2 separate regions of the Hordeum vulgare genome follow, and region 2 is linked to region 1. A link is a contact called in public Hi-C data. All regions are on one chromosome and are shown on one strand. Each heading gives the region's core, a stretch centred on a gene start, on an enhancer-like site or on the middle of the called end of the contact. The rest is flanking DNA. Distances are from core to core; before and after follow the strand shown.

The links. A called contact is a pair of places that touch in the nucleus more often than the background predicts.
Region 2: a contact with region 1 is called in a Hi-C map of seedling, with 5 times the contacts expected there. The contact joins the promoter of LOC123403591 here to the enhancer-like site in region 1. A contact is called at or near these places in 4 of 6 Hi-C or Micro-C datasets (leaf and seedling).

Annotation. Positions count from the first base shown.
Region 1 is chr6H:376,695,348-376,702,786 of MorexV3_pseudomolecules_assembly, reverse strand. No RefSeq gene overlaps it. Among protein-coding and RNA genes, the nearest start is that of LOC123406048, 23 kb to the right of the region's middle. Within about 2 kb of position 3,271, at least 3 of the 3 cell types and tissues checked have open chromatin away from gene starts, as enhancers often do. A contact at or near this core is called in leaf and seedling, where this site is marked.
Region 2 is chr6H:376,981,447-376,988,885 of MorexV3_pseudomolecules_assembly, reverse strand. It overlaps LOC123403591 (inositol phosphorylceramide glucuronosyltransferase 1-like), which reads right to left and starts at 4,910. Exons shown (of 11, transcript XR_006611500.1): 1 at 4,456-4,910. It overlaps LOC123403593 (a long non-coding RNA gene), which reads left to right and starts at 2,095. Exons shown (of 4, transcript XR_006611501.1): 1 at 2,095-2,112; 2 at 2,225-2,571; 3 at 2,680-2,754; 4 at 3,473-4,441.

The DNA.
Region 1 (7,439 bases), core at 2,022-4,521:
ATATTTTATATGTATACGAAAAATGTAGAATGTGTATTGAGAATGTAGACACGTGTTGAAAGAAACAATAAAAAAATCAAAAGAGAACTATAAAGAAAGATAGAAAATCAGAAACCGTAAACCCACTGAAAGCCAACATAGTAAACATAAAACAAAAATAGAAAATGAAACTCACACATAAACTTATAAGACTTGTCATAACCGGTTATAGATGCTTTTCAAAAACTGCTCTCACAAAAACCAGCTAGAGCAATTAGCGATCGTTCCTCTTGTAGTTGACTCGCACCACCACGGCACTCTGAGGCGACAAGAGCTTGTCTAAGGGACCTCCAGAGGGAAAACTCTATTAGCCGCATTTTTTTACGGTGAATTAACGAGGCACCTCCCCGTCCCAACGAGACGATTTAGGCTGGCCCAGTTTCGGTTACCACCGGTTTTCGGAACGAGGTCCCTGAACTGTTGTTTTTTCTTTTTATTTTTTATTTTTTCTTTTTGTTTGTTTTTTTCTTTTTTTCAAGGTTATTTTTAAGTGTTCACAATTTATATTTAAGTGTTCGTGCATCAAAAAAGTGTTCTCTCTTTCAAAATGTGTTCATATTTTCAAAAACGTTTGTGTTTCCAAAAAATTTCTCGTATTAAAGAAAGTGCAGTTTTATTGAAAAATTGTTCTCTTTCTTTTTTCCATATTTTACTATATTTTTTTATTTTCTATTTTTGCTAATTCATTTTTCTTCTGATTTTTTCTATTTTATAAGATTTTAAATTAAAAAAACGAAAATTAAAAAAAAAATCGTTTTATTATTTTTTATTCACAAAATAGAAAATAATGTTGTTTGTTCATAAACTTCTCATATTTGAAAATGTTTTATCTTTTCAGAAAATGTTGTCGTTTTAAAATTTTATTCCCTAATTCGGAGATGTTCACCAAATTCAAATGGTGCTATGTTTTAATTTTGTTCATAGTTTTAAAATTCGTACACATATGCAAAAAAATTTCCCTTATTCATAAAATGCCCATGTTTTCAAAAAATGGTCCACTTTTTCAAACTTGCTCACAAATTAAAAAAATCCATTTAAATAAAAATCACATATTTAGTTTTTTTTTCACATCTTTATAACTTGTTCATGATTCTTAAAATAGTTTCGTCTTAATATTTTTTTAAAAATATTTCCGTTCTACAAAATTGTTCACATATTCAAGTTACTTTTTCTTGAAAAGTGTTCACAAATTTAGTAATTTGATTACAACGCCAAAAAATTTCTAACATTTTTTAAAGCACGTGTGTGTTGTGTCAAAAATGTAAGGACTTAAAAAAAATTATATTCATAATTTACAAGAAAAGATCGAAAAGAGGGGAAAAAACCCGATCTGCCGATGTGACTAGGTCTAAAATGCTTGCATTGCCAACTTGTTCTACAGCAGCGCGGTGGTTAGATCGAATCTTAGCTGGAGCACTGCATTTATCATTCATTTTTACACCGCTCACTAACTACATGGGCTGTCCAGTCGTGCTGCATCCTGTGCGTGCGGCCATTAATTTGACGCAGAATGCGGCGATTAGGACCTTCCCCTCCAGAGCTTTTCGATCTAGGAAGTGAGGAAATATATGGGCTGGCAGGTCGGGCCGGTAACACATAACCGAAGCTACCGCAAGCGTGATTCGTTTGTTCGTCCACTTTGTTTGAAATTCTGCGAGTTTAAGACTGCACAAACTTGAGGATTCACTCGATGAAGGAAAATAAATGCTATTCGCCTAACTGCCAGAGACAAAATTTACGTACCAGTCGTAAGAATCTTGGCTGAGCAGCCTCTGTTTGGCCAAGTCTTTAGCCTTGAGTCATGGTATAAAACGGATCAGATTTACGACGGCGACCTCTATGCACCATGCACTAGCAGTTGCATGACATGCCGGCCGAATGTTAAACTTCTTTTCCTGATCCGGTCAAGCATCGCTTTTCTATCTTGGAGAATTCCGCGATACGCGAATGCATTTTCGCCCTGTCAAGACCGCTCATAAACACTCGGGCGATACCGCAAATGTTGAGTAAGTTGTTGAACCAGTATGATGTGTGGTACCTTTCACTTTATTACCATCACACCCGTCGTTCTTGCTTTGAACACATGTAGTAAAGCACAAGCCCGAAATCAACTCTGCGGTTGGAAAGCAAGGGAGCAGAATTCTGTTTTCTACAGTTTAATCAACCTGCTGGCAACTCGATAGTTGTTCAGGTGGCTTTCTAACCTAGCATCCAAGAGCTTTTGGGACCGTCAAGTTGCTCCAGACTCCTCTTTGTGTACGGTAAGGTCGTACCAAAACCCCAAATGTCGTAAAGCTAACAAGATTCAGCACTCACTCGGATCCTACTGACCTGTAAACAGTGGACCGGGAACGTCCTGTTATTCAAAGGCCGTGATGGATGGACTTAATTCCACGACGCCAAGTGTGACGACGACCTGACGGGTTGTCGACAACGCATCCCACTTGCTCTTAGATACTAGATATAGATGTGTTATTATATGCTGATATTGCATGTTTTGCTTTGCAGGAGTACGTATGAAACTCCTTCAGTCGCGCTCGCATGTGTGAACATATGCGCCTCCTAAATAATGTGTCCTGCTAACTCCTACTCGTTTCTTACACTTCTTCCTCAAGACAGCGGCCTTGTCCTTGTCCTGCTATGGCAGCACTAGCATTAGTAGTCAAATCCTAAAATTAAGGTTTCGCTTTGATTTTTTAAATCTACAGAGAAGCTCCAGTGTGAATACGCGCCTCTTGCAGGAGCGGCTTCTACTTTGCCTGCAGTCCTACTTGCTTGGACTGGGCTCTGCCGGACTTTACGATGTTTGTCAAGCTAAGTAAGGACGCATGCCAGTCAATACGACCTAATACCGCCACTACATATTGTATAAAATACAATGTATACTACTACCACTAGCTGGTACCACCATTCTCCTCCCTGCACGAGGCTATTGTGATTTCCTTTTTCTTGTTTAAACAGAGCTAGAGACTGTGACCTCCTGCTGAGAACCGCTTTCACGCCCGGGGGTGACGACGTCGCGGATCTTGTCGTGGGGCATGCCGGCCCCTTTCATGATTACTGCTTAATTATTGTGGATTTTTAGTGGTACGAATACTATCAAATTTGGAATGGAAAGAGCATGGTAGTTGCGTCTGCATGGATGCGTCGGTTTCGATTACTGTATGACACAAGTTGGCAACGAGGTCGAGAGGGAAAGGCAGGCGTACGACTTGTATATTGCGCACGGGCTCGTGTCTTGTCCTCTGCTGGATCCTACCATGGATGTAGAATATTCGCGTGGGACTATTATCTATCCTATATGTTATCCACGGTCCAGAGGAATGAGGGTTCAGTTTTGTCCGGAGGCACCGGTTTCATCCTCAGTTTCATACGTGCCCTTCAACTTCAAGTACCGCTCCTTTGTCTTCTCTCAGTTCAAGCGCCCCCCCCCCCCCCCCCCCCCCCCCAAGTTCCCGCACAAGCACAAGAAAAACGATGTCGCGAGCGTCCACTTTCTCTTGAGAAGAAACATATCTCGTCCTACTACTAGTACTCATGGACTTGGCTAGACTTACTTAATGACACGGGCAGCGCAGACGAAAGCGAGATCATATACATACGGCCAGTGTCAACACTTCACTACAGATGGTTGATGGACGACTCGTGTCCTGTTTCCTGTGTATGAACATGACATCGGTCAGTCGTAGGAGCAAATGTTTGAAGCGGCATCATCACCTTCCTCGTCGCATCCATCAACCAATAGAAGAGCGTCGTTGGCAAGGTAGTTTGACTCGCTTGGGCGCACATATGGCGGCCCGTTCACAGTTTGACCATTGCCCTAGTACTAAGTAGCAGCATAGATTCTTTGGTCAATATATTATCTACATGCGCACATGCGTGCTAGCGTCCAAACATGGTTCTATTTAGTATCCGATCAATCTAGAAATAATGCATTGATGTTTGTTTGTATATGCTCAACATCCTAGTTTTCAACGTATGGACTTTTCACCTATGGTGTGGCCCCTAAAGTCATCTCGAACGGTAATCCGTAATATTTTTTTCCGCATTCGTCCGCGGATAAAGAAGGACTAGTCTGCGGACACACAGATACGAAGACGTCATTCATTGTTAGCTCCATACATTTTAATCATAACTCGAACCAACGGGACGGATTTCATTCAAGTTTGGATATAATTTACATAAAAAAGTTGATATTCTGACTGTTTAACTAAAAACTAGAAAAATAATCTAAACCCTATGCCGGACGACCACCTCGTATGCGTGGCTGCCCTGCCTTGTCGCACTGTCGTCTTCGTCGGTGTCGTTGTCGTGGTCCCTCCAACTGTGGAACAATGTTCTAGGGTCGCGACAACCTTCTCCGACGTCTATCTGCCGCTTGCACAGAAGCCGCTCCGCCTCCTGCTACGCCGTGTGGAGTGCCCCGCGGCCACTAACGGGCGTGGCCTTCGGAGCCCTGACGACGATATTGCCGCGACCGATGTGGACGGAGCAGTTGCTAAGCGACCACTTCGCGTCAATCTTGCCGTCAAGGCGACGATGACACCTCGCGGCCGTCTCCGCGGTGGCCACGGAGCGGTCGAGCGCCCACGCCGCACCGAGGTCCGGGTCGTTGCAGACCCATTCTGGCGCTAGGTCCGTCTTGGCGAACGTGGAACGATGACCGACATTGCCTCGATCGTATCTCGCATGTTGTCGCGCCGCGCGCTTGGCCTCGAACACCACGACCCGAGAGCCGGAGGCACCGCTGATACGTCTCCAACGTATCTATAATTTTTGATAGTTTCATGCTATTATCTTGCCAAACTTTGAATGTTTTGTATGCCTTTTATATCTTTTTTGGGACTAACTTATTAACTCAGTGCCAAGTGCTAGTTCTTGTTTTTTCGTGTTTTTGACCCTTTTCAGAGGAGGATTTCAAATGGTGTCCAAATGGAATAAAACTTCCGAAAATATTTTTTCAGAAACAGAAGATACGCGCCAGACTTGAGAACCAAGGCAGGGGCCAGCAAGGGACCCCACAAGCCCCCTAGGCGTGGCCGGGGGGCCGCGCCTAGCAGGCTTGTGGGCCCCCTGTGGCACGTCTGCCCTACCTCTTCCGCCTATAAATTCAGAAAAATTTCAAAACTGCGCGAGAGATCCACGAAAATACTTTTCCGCCGCCGCAAGCTTTTGTCTCCGCAAGATCCCATCTGGGGCACGTTCTGGTGCCCTGCCGGAGGGGGGATTCGGATACGAAGGGCTTCCTCATCAACACCATGACCTCTCCGATGATGCGTGAGTAGTTCACCATAGACCTTCGGGTCCATAGCTAGTAGCTAGATGGCTTCTTCTCTCTCTTGGATATTCAATACAAAGTTCTCCATGATCTTCATGGAGATCTATCCGATGTAATCTTCTTTTACGGTGTGTTTGTCGAGATCCGATGAATTGTGGATTTATGATCAGATTATCTATGAATCTTATTTGAGTTTCTTCTGATCTCTTATATGCATGATTTCATATCCTTGTAATTCTCTTCGAGTTGCGAGTTTTGTTTGGCCAACTTGATCTATGATTCTTGCAATGGGAGAAGTGCTTGGTTTTGGGTTCATACCGTGCGGTGACCTCACCCAGTGACAGAAGGGGTAGCGAGGCACGCATCGTGTTGTTGCCATCACGGGTAAAAAGATGGGGGTTTTCATTGGTTTGAGTTTATCCCTCTACATCATGTCATCTTGCTTAAGGCGTTACTCTGTTTGTCATGAACTCAATACACTAGATGCATGTTGGATAGCGGTCGATGTGTGGAGTAATAGTAGTAGATGCAGAAAGTATCGGTCTACTTGTCTCGGACGTGATGCCTATATGTATGATCATTGCCTTAGATATCGTCATGACTTTGTGCGGTTCTATGAATTGCTCGACAGTAATTTGTTCACCCACCGTAATATTTGCTATTTTGAGAGAAGCCTCTAGTGAACACTATGGCCCTCGGGTCTACTTTACACCATATTTTCAGCCTTATACTTTTACTTTGTTGCACTTTCCGCCTTCAGATCTCACTTTGCAATCAATCTTGAAGGGATTGACAACCCCTTTATAGCGTTGGGTGCGAGCTCTTTTGTGTTTGCGCAGGTACTCTGGACTTGACGAGATTCTCCTACTGGATTGATACCTTGGTTTTCAAACCGAGGGAAATACTTACTACTCCTATGCTGCATCACCCTTTCCTCTTCAAGGGAAAAACCAACGCAAGCTCAAGAGGCAGCAGAAGGATTTCTGGCGCCGTTGCCGGGGAGGATCAAGTCAAGAATAGTCTCCCGTGAACGTGCCAATTTTTGGCGTCGTTGCCGGGGAGGATCAAGTCAAGAATAGTCTCCTGTCAACGTGCCGATTTCTGGCGTCGTTGTCGGGGAGGATCAAGTCAAGAACTCATCCAAGTAAGTGTCACAAACTCATCTCTTGCATTTACTGTTTTGCCTCTCGTTTTCCTCTCCCCCACTTGTGAAAAACAAAAATTTACAAAAATATTTGCCTCTTCTTCGTTTGCATTTTTCGTTCTTCCTTTTCTCTCGCTTGCTTTCTGCCCGCTTGTCTGTCTGCTAAGATCTGTATGGCCCAACCAAGGGATTTTGATGCTTACTATGCGAGGTTGGAAGAGATTGAAACTAGTGTTAAAGGCTTCATGTCTACACAGTTTGATTACAATAGTTACTTTCGTAGGGAACTGAAGGAGCAAAATTCTTTTTTGGATTTTATGAATAAAGAAGTTGATGATATGGCCAAAGAATTCCTTGCGCTAAATTCTAAGTGTGCTCGTCTTGAAAAATTGGTAGGCCAGATTTCTGATTAACAGGCTACTTTAGTCAATAAAATGGCTGCTAAACCTGAAATTTGTGATGAGAATCACGAAGATCTTAAAGTGCTTGGTGTGACTCCCATTGAATCTTTGTTTTTGTGTCAAACCTAATGATGATGGGGCTGGATATGAATCCACTTTGGTTGAAAAAAGCCCCAATGATTCGGAGTCCATCTACCTTGATGCTAAAAGCATTGAAAGTGGAGTAGAAGATATTAAAACCTTGAGTAGTAATGAAATTACTACTTTGGATTTCAAGGAATTCAATTATGATAGTTGCTCCTTGATTGAATGCATTTCCTTGATGCAATCCATGCTAAACTCTCCACATGTTGGGGAACGTCGCATGGGAAACAAAAAATTTCCTACGCGCACGAAGACCTATCATGGTGATGTCCATCTACGAGAGGGGATTTCCGATCTACGTACCCTTGTAGATCGCACAGCAGAAGCGTTAAGAAACGCGGTTGATGTAGTGGAACGTCCTCACGTCCCTCGATCCGCCCCGCGGACCGTCCCACGAACCGCCCCGCGATCCGTCCCACGATCCGCTCCGATC
Region 2 (7,439 bases), core at 3,661-6,160, 280 kb before region 1:
GTCAAGTGGGTGAATCTACCACCAGAAGCAGCGACGTGGGAAGATTCGGCGTCCATCCAAAAGGTTTTTCCATCATTTCAAGCTTGAGGGCAAGCTGTGTCTTCTTCAGGGGGTATTGTCAGGATGCAGAGTCCACCCTTCTGATCTGGTGCCTTCATCATCCATCCAACGGCCTACGTGCATGCATAACGGTCCCTGCCACTAGCCGTTGACCATTCATCCGACGGCTGATGAGCCTCTTCTAGCTATACAGCACGAGCATGTGGCTCCTCTGCTTTTGCTTCGCTTTTACCTTCAATGGCTTTATAAGCCTGCCCAGCCCTCTCGGTGGAGGCATGTAATTGAGACTCGGGTGTCTACCCTAGCCGCCAGTGGCGTGCTACACCACTTTCCCCTTTTATGATAACATAAACCCTAGCTCAAACTCCGAAATTTGCTACCGTTTTGCTGTGATCAGTCCCCTGTTCTTGCTTAGAATGCTTTGGGTCCTGACAACACATTACTGCAGATTCTACATCTATACTACTATTAAACAATCCAACAAGAATTACACTACAGACACCCCATCAAACGCCCCACAAAAAAAACAACCAATCAGCACCCCACGATTAATCCCACAGATCTTAATCTAACAGCTCTCGTTAATCCACCGTCTGCTGGGTGTACTTAGCAATTACAATTGGCTGAACATACTCCACCAACGAAACTTCCAATCACGCAAGAAAAAAAAAGAGGAGAACATGCCCAGCAACGTCCCCTGTAATCACGGGACCATCCAGCCACCAGATCACGGGCGACGTTGACATTGGAGATTGGCATGCCCCCTCCCCCTCCTCTTCCCCGCCCCCCCCCCCTTCCCGTCCTCCGCGCGGTCCCCTGTATGCTCGGTCCGCTCGCCGCGCCGCGCCTCCCCTGCTCGCCGCGCTCGCCCCAGCTCCCCCCCGCTCGCCCCGCTCGCCGCGCCGTGCGTCCCCTGCTCGCCCAGCTCCCCCCGCTCGCCCCGCTCGCCCCCGCTCCCCCCGCTCAGCCCCGCTCCCCACGCTCGGCGGGCCGTGCCTCCTCCCCCGCTCGACGCGCCACCCCGTCCCCGTCCGCCCGCCGAGCCGTGACGGATTCGGCCTCGGCCGCGGCGGCGGCGGCGGACACCAAGGCCCGGTTCGAGGCCTACAACCGGCTGCAGGCGGCGGCCGTGGCGTTCGGGGAGAAGCTCCCGATTCCGGAGATAGTGGCGATAGGGGGCCAGTCGGACTGCAAGAGCTCGCTCCTGGAGGCGCTCCTCGGCTTCCGCTTCAACGTCCGGGAGGTCGAGATGGGCACCAGCCGCCCCCTTGTCCTCCAGATGGTCCACAACCCCACCGCCCTCGATCCCCGCTACCGCTTCCAGGTGCGTGACGCGCTTCACCTCTTCTAGGGTTCCCCCCCTTCGTTCCCCTCACAAATCGAGTCTGGTGCTCCTGGTAAACGCGTGCGAGCGGCTGATTAGCGTGGGTATTGCGAACATATTACTTGCCCATGCTGGAAGAGGTGGAAGCAGTGGGATGACTGAGGCAGTTGCTGAGATAGCACGCGCGGCTGCACGATCATGGCTTGCTCCTCTTACTGAAACTGCATGTGATCGGCTTGCATTTGTCCTGCAAAGCTCATTTGACCTTGCAATGGAGCGCAGCCGCACTGATGATTCAAGATGTAAGACTTGGCATTTTTATTTTGCTGGGGTTCATCTTGCTTCTAGCCTTATTTAGTAGTCCAATTATTATTGTGTAGTACTTTTTCTATCGCAGGCTAGGATGACTTGGCTGCCGCACGTGCTTGAATCAATTCCCTTTGAATCAATTCTTCTGTTGTTTGTTTATATTCAGAATCAATTGTACAGTATTATTGTTGATACAATTTATTCCAGCAACTTTTTGTTAGTAGATGGGATAATAGTTTTATAGACTTCATGTGATTTCTTCCATGCTTTGTCCTGAATAATTTGCCAACACGATGCAGGTTTATGTGATAGCACCTGCTGATAAAATCAAGTGCCACACAAAGTGCTGAACTATTTTCAAATAATTAAGATTTTGGCACCTAGGCTAATCATTAGTATGTGTTCAAGGATAAAGAAAGGTATGAGCCTGAGCTTCTTATATTTCCATATACGTTTGACATTTAAGTTTAACCGGTTAGAAGATTTTTCAAAATCATGTGTAATAGATTTATTTTCTTGTTATATCTGTAGGCAAGATTTTCAAGTTGTTAGCCATGCAAAAGGGCAAGCTAGCTGATTGGTTGTGTGCAGTGGCGAATCTTGACAGAAAATAAAGGGAGGGCTCAATGTTAACAATGTGAAGAAAAAAACATTAACTATTAGTTTTTTAGTTTAGATAATGTTTTTTTATGATTAATACTAGCAATTTTTGTTTTCTAATTTTTGGAGGGGCAGCTTAAGCCTGTTGAAGCACCCCCCCCCCCTTGGATTCGCCACTGGTTGTGTGCATTACTCTGGTTTTCAGGTTTCTTCTTACATGGATTCTTTGTTGTATTTCAATAAGGATCCAGATCAATGATTTTGCAATGAACACATGTGTGAGTATGACTTTGACCCAACCTGCATCAGCCTTGGTGTGCCACCGGCATCTCTGTAGCACGTGTCTGATAATGTGATGCTAACTTCGAATATTGTTTTTTTTACAGGTGGTGGAAGGGGCCTTGAGATTTCCATGTTGGGGAAGAAGTGGTCTTTTGCTGCAGGGAAGGGAAGGGCACCAGGTGATTCGTTTTTCTCTATCAATTTGTCATTGATTTTATATATTTTTTGAGGAGTCGGTCACTTGTATGGAGAACTGGGTACATGCTGATCGGTAGGATGGAAAGAGATTGCACTGAGTATGCTCTATAGTTCATTGGCTGCCATTGAGGAAGTGAGCTGAAGTGTTTAAAGTTTTTCTGAACCTTTTCCTAGAGTACAATCCTCTGGTGTCCTCAACAGACACTGCCAATTCACACTTCATCCTAGCTGGCACTGAATGTTTGCACGCAAGAGTTAATCTACCATAGTACTTCAAAATCTATATTATTTGCTACTGGCCAAGCTACCTGTGAGCGAGTTGTGAAAGATAAATATGTTCATCAATCCATTTAATTGCAAATTACAAGTGTCTTCCTTATGATTTTAGGATTTGGTTGTATAAGCACTGAATATTTGTAAGCATAGCCTTGTTTTAGCATAGACATGTGAGGGACAATCAAAATGCTGCTGGAAAAGGAACAAAAGTATACTTGTATATATACTGCAATCTTGAGACACATGCCTATTTTACCTGGACTATCAAAGCAAAAGATTATTTGCGAACCCAATTAATGATACTCTTCTAGGTTTCAGATTACCAACCATAAGTGCCTTATTTTGAAGAGGATTATACAATCTTCATATTGGAGATGGCCAGTTACAGTTTCATCTAAACAATGGGGTTTGAAACTTTTGCAGGGCCTAGATTTGAGAATGCTGGAGTGTGTAGACATTCCCATACCATCATATTGGGGGTCTGTAGTCCGGTCTTATATTTCTTACCCTGAGCATTATGTACTATCTCACATGTTCACTTAAATTGTACCATCTTATTTGTTGTCTGATTTTTGTTTGTTTATAATAATACAGGGAGAGATAAGGAAGTACTAATTTGTTATGGCTTTATTTATGCCGCTCTGGTGGTACACTCGCTTTGCCTATCCACTGAGAAAGGAGGATGGTGGATTCAAAATTTCATAGTTTCTTGCGTATCTGAGTTCTCAATTTTATGTAAATGTTGTATAGTATTTGTGTTGATGCGTTTGTTCTTGTAGATGCATTCTCACACATATGATCCTTTATATTCACATTTATTCACACTTATTTTGATGTGTTATTATTTTCTCTCATTACTTTTGTGTTGCTTCCTAGACTTTCTTGAAGAACAAATATTAAATTCTGAGACCTTGCCATCTTTATAATGAATAATCTATAAGAGAGTGTTCATACCATGTGTCTCTTCACACTTACTTTGTGGGGTTTAGACTGTTTTAGGTCAATGAAGTGGTTATGATATGTTTGAGAACACAATTCAAATCTGAAATTTTGATAACACAATTTTTAGAACTGTGGCATTACAAAATACGAGTAGTTGTTTCGATTGAGGATTAAAGTAGAGGCATTGCTAAAATTTTAATATAAAAAGCAATTTATAAATTATTCGGTTAGTCGTGCGTTGCACGTGAATGCTAACTAGTCATGGTAAAGAACTCTGAAGTACTAGAGAGAGACGAGGCTAAGTTCAAACTAGAAACATAAGCTGCGAGCTCCATCTTCCAGCTTGTACGTGATTCATTTTAATGCCAAATTCTGCGGTTCAACATTAAACTAACGACCAAGCTCATAGTACCAATTCCGCTGATTTGTCGACTGAACACTGAAGTACAGATGTGCGCGCATACCTCGAGGAGCTTCCTAGAGTAGTCGGAGACGCCGTCCGAGACGAGCACGACGAGGTCCCGGCGGGTGCCCATGTCGCGGATGGACTTCCCGAGGACGCGCACGCCCAGGACGAACTCGTCTCCGTAGAGCAGCGTCACGTACGCCTCCTCCGCCCCCGCCGCGGCCGCCACTCCGCCTCCGCCGCCGACGGCCAGCAGGGCCATCGTGGCGAGGAGGGTGGCCCAGAGCCCCAGCTTGGGCGGCGCCCACCGCATCGCGAGCCGGGTCGGTTCCCGCGGGGAGGAGAGAGAGAGGCGGTGAAGGGGGGGAAGCGCGGCGAAGGGCCGAGGAAGCGGCGGAAGGAGCAACGGCGGTTTCCCGCAGCGCCACGTCTGTTGGCCCGTTTTCCTTTCCGTCAAAGAGAGTGTGGAGTTTGGAATTTACGTTGGCCTTTCCGTTCAAGTCCTAGTCGAACGGCGATGGCTACAAACTCTGCGAGCGCGTGCGCCTACAGGTGGATCTCGTTGGCTGCGATGTGGCTTGAGAGATGGAACATGAAGCCGAGCTGGAAAGGTCGGCCGGCTGCGCACCGGCACGGCACATGTTCTGCTTCTCTGCACAAACACGGAATAAGTTCGGCAGGAGGCATAATTTCCTCTTTTGACTCTTTTCATCAATTTTAGACCGATCTAACCTCGGTTTGATTTTTAAAACATTTGATCATTTTTTCTATCATCAGGGATCTCGACGGTAGGATTACATAACCTACCGCGAGGGCATCCGGCGATAAGGGACCAATCCACGTCAGCACAGACAGACAGGCGTCGTCTTCATTCCCCTACTGCCGCAGGTCCTCGCGGTAGCCTGTGTAACCCTACCGCCAAGGTCTCTGGTGGTAGGGTCCTGGCAGTTATAAGCAGCTGACCCGCCCGCACCACACACCATCTCCCCCTCTTAGAGCATCTCCAACGGCCGTGCTAAACAAGCGCCACGCTGTAAATTTATCCATTTTAGCGCGTGCACAATCGGCAGAGTGTCTCGAGCGGGCGCGCAATAACCGCGCGCGCGGCATATAGAGATGGGTGCGCGGCCCGAATCGCCATCGCGCGCTGCGTATTTGGGGCGTCCGCTTCCGCGCGTGGCATACACGAGTGCTCGCCTTCGCCCAGCACGCGACGGCGCAGGCGAACAGACCCGATGGACGCGCGCGCCGGCTCCCTCCTCACCCCATCCTACAGCCGCGAACCCTCCACCGCCGTCGTCGCCGCCGCAAACCCTAGCGTTGGGAGTGTTGGCCTCGTCTCTACCTCCGTCGGAGCTCCTCCGAGCATCAGCCTTGCGCGCGGCCTCTTCATGCCGCCGCAGATGACCTCGGCGGCTGGCATTGTCGCGCCGGCGCTGGCGCCCGCCGTGATGAAGCCCTTGATACGTCCATTTTGCATCATGTTCTCATGTTGATATTTATCGCTTCTTTAATTTGGCTGTTAATTCACTTCATGGTACAACTCTTATGTCTTTTCTCTCTTATTTTGCAAGATTTACATGAAGAGGAAGAATATCGGCAACTGGAATTCTGGCCTAAAAGTGGAGCAAAGTTGAGATACCTATTATGCGCAACTCCAAACGCCGTGAAAATCAACGGGGATTTTTTCCCAATTTATCAAAAATACTGGGCCGAAGAAGTACCAGAGGGGCACCAGGGGGTGCCCACAAGCCTGCACGGCGTGGCCACCCCCCCCCCAGGCCACGCCATGGGGGCTTGTGGGCAGCCCACTCGCCCACTCGCCCCCTCTTTTGCTATATGGAGGGTTTCGTCCAGGAAAAAATCAGAGAGGAGATTCTTCGTGGTTTCGCCGCCGCCACGAGGCGGAACTTGAGCAGAACCAATCTAGAGCTCCGGCAGGACGATCCTGTCGGGGAAACTTCCCTCCCGGAGGGGGAAATCGTCGCCATCGTCATCACCAACACTCCTCTCATCGAAGGGGACTCGTCACCATCAACATCTTCATCAGCACCATCTCATCTCCAAACCCTAGTTCATCACTTGTAACCAATCTCCGTCTCGCAACTCCGATTGGTACTTGTAAGGTTGCTAGTAGTGTTGATTACTCTTTGTAGTTGATGCTAGTTGGATTATTTGGTGGAAGAGTTTATGTTCAGATCCTTGATGCTACTCATTACCTCTCTGATCATGAATATGATTATGCTTTGTGAGTAGTTACTTTTGTTCCTGAGGACATGGGATAAGTCATGCTAATAATAGTCATGTGAATTTGGTATTCGTTCGGTATTTTGATATGTTGTATGTTGTTTTTCCTCTAGTGGTGTTATGTGAACGTCGACTACATAACACTTCACCATTGTTTAGGCCTAGAGGAAGGCATTGGGAAGTAGTAAGTAGATGATGGGTTGCTAGAGTGACAGAAGCTTAAACCCTTACTTTGTAAGGGGTTGATTCAGATCCACTAGTTTAATGCTATGGTTAGACTTTGTCTTAATTCTTCTTTCCTAGTTGCGGATGCTTGCGAGAGGGGTTAATCATAAGTGGGATGCTTGTCCAAGTAAGGGCAGTACCCAAGCGCCGGTCCACCCACATATCAAACTATCAAAGTAACGAACGCGAATCATATGAACATGATGAAACTAGCATGACAGAAATTCCCGTGTGTCCTCGGGAGCGTTTTTCCTCCTATAAGACTTTATCCAGGCTTGTCCCTTGCTACAAAAGGGATTGGGCCACTTTGCTGCACCGTTGCTACTTTTGTTACTTGTTGCTTGCTACAAATCATCTCACCACACAATCACTTGTCACCTACAATTTCAGTGCGTGCAGATTTTTCCTTGCTGAAAACCACTTGTGAGATCCTTCTGCTCCTCGTTGGGTTCGACACTCTTACTTATCTAAAGGACTACGATTGATCCCCTATACTGGTGGGTCATCAAGACTCTTTTCTGGCGTCGTTGCCGGGGAGTGAAGCGCCTTTGGTAAGTGGAACTTGGTAAT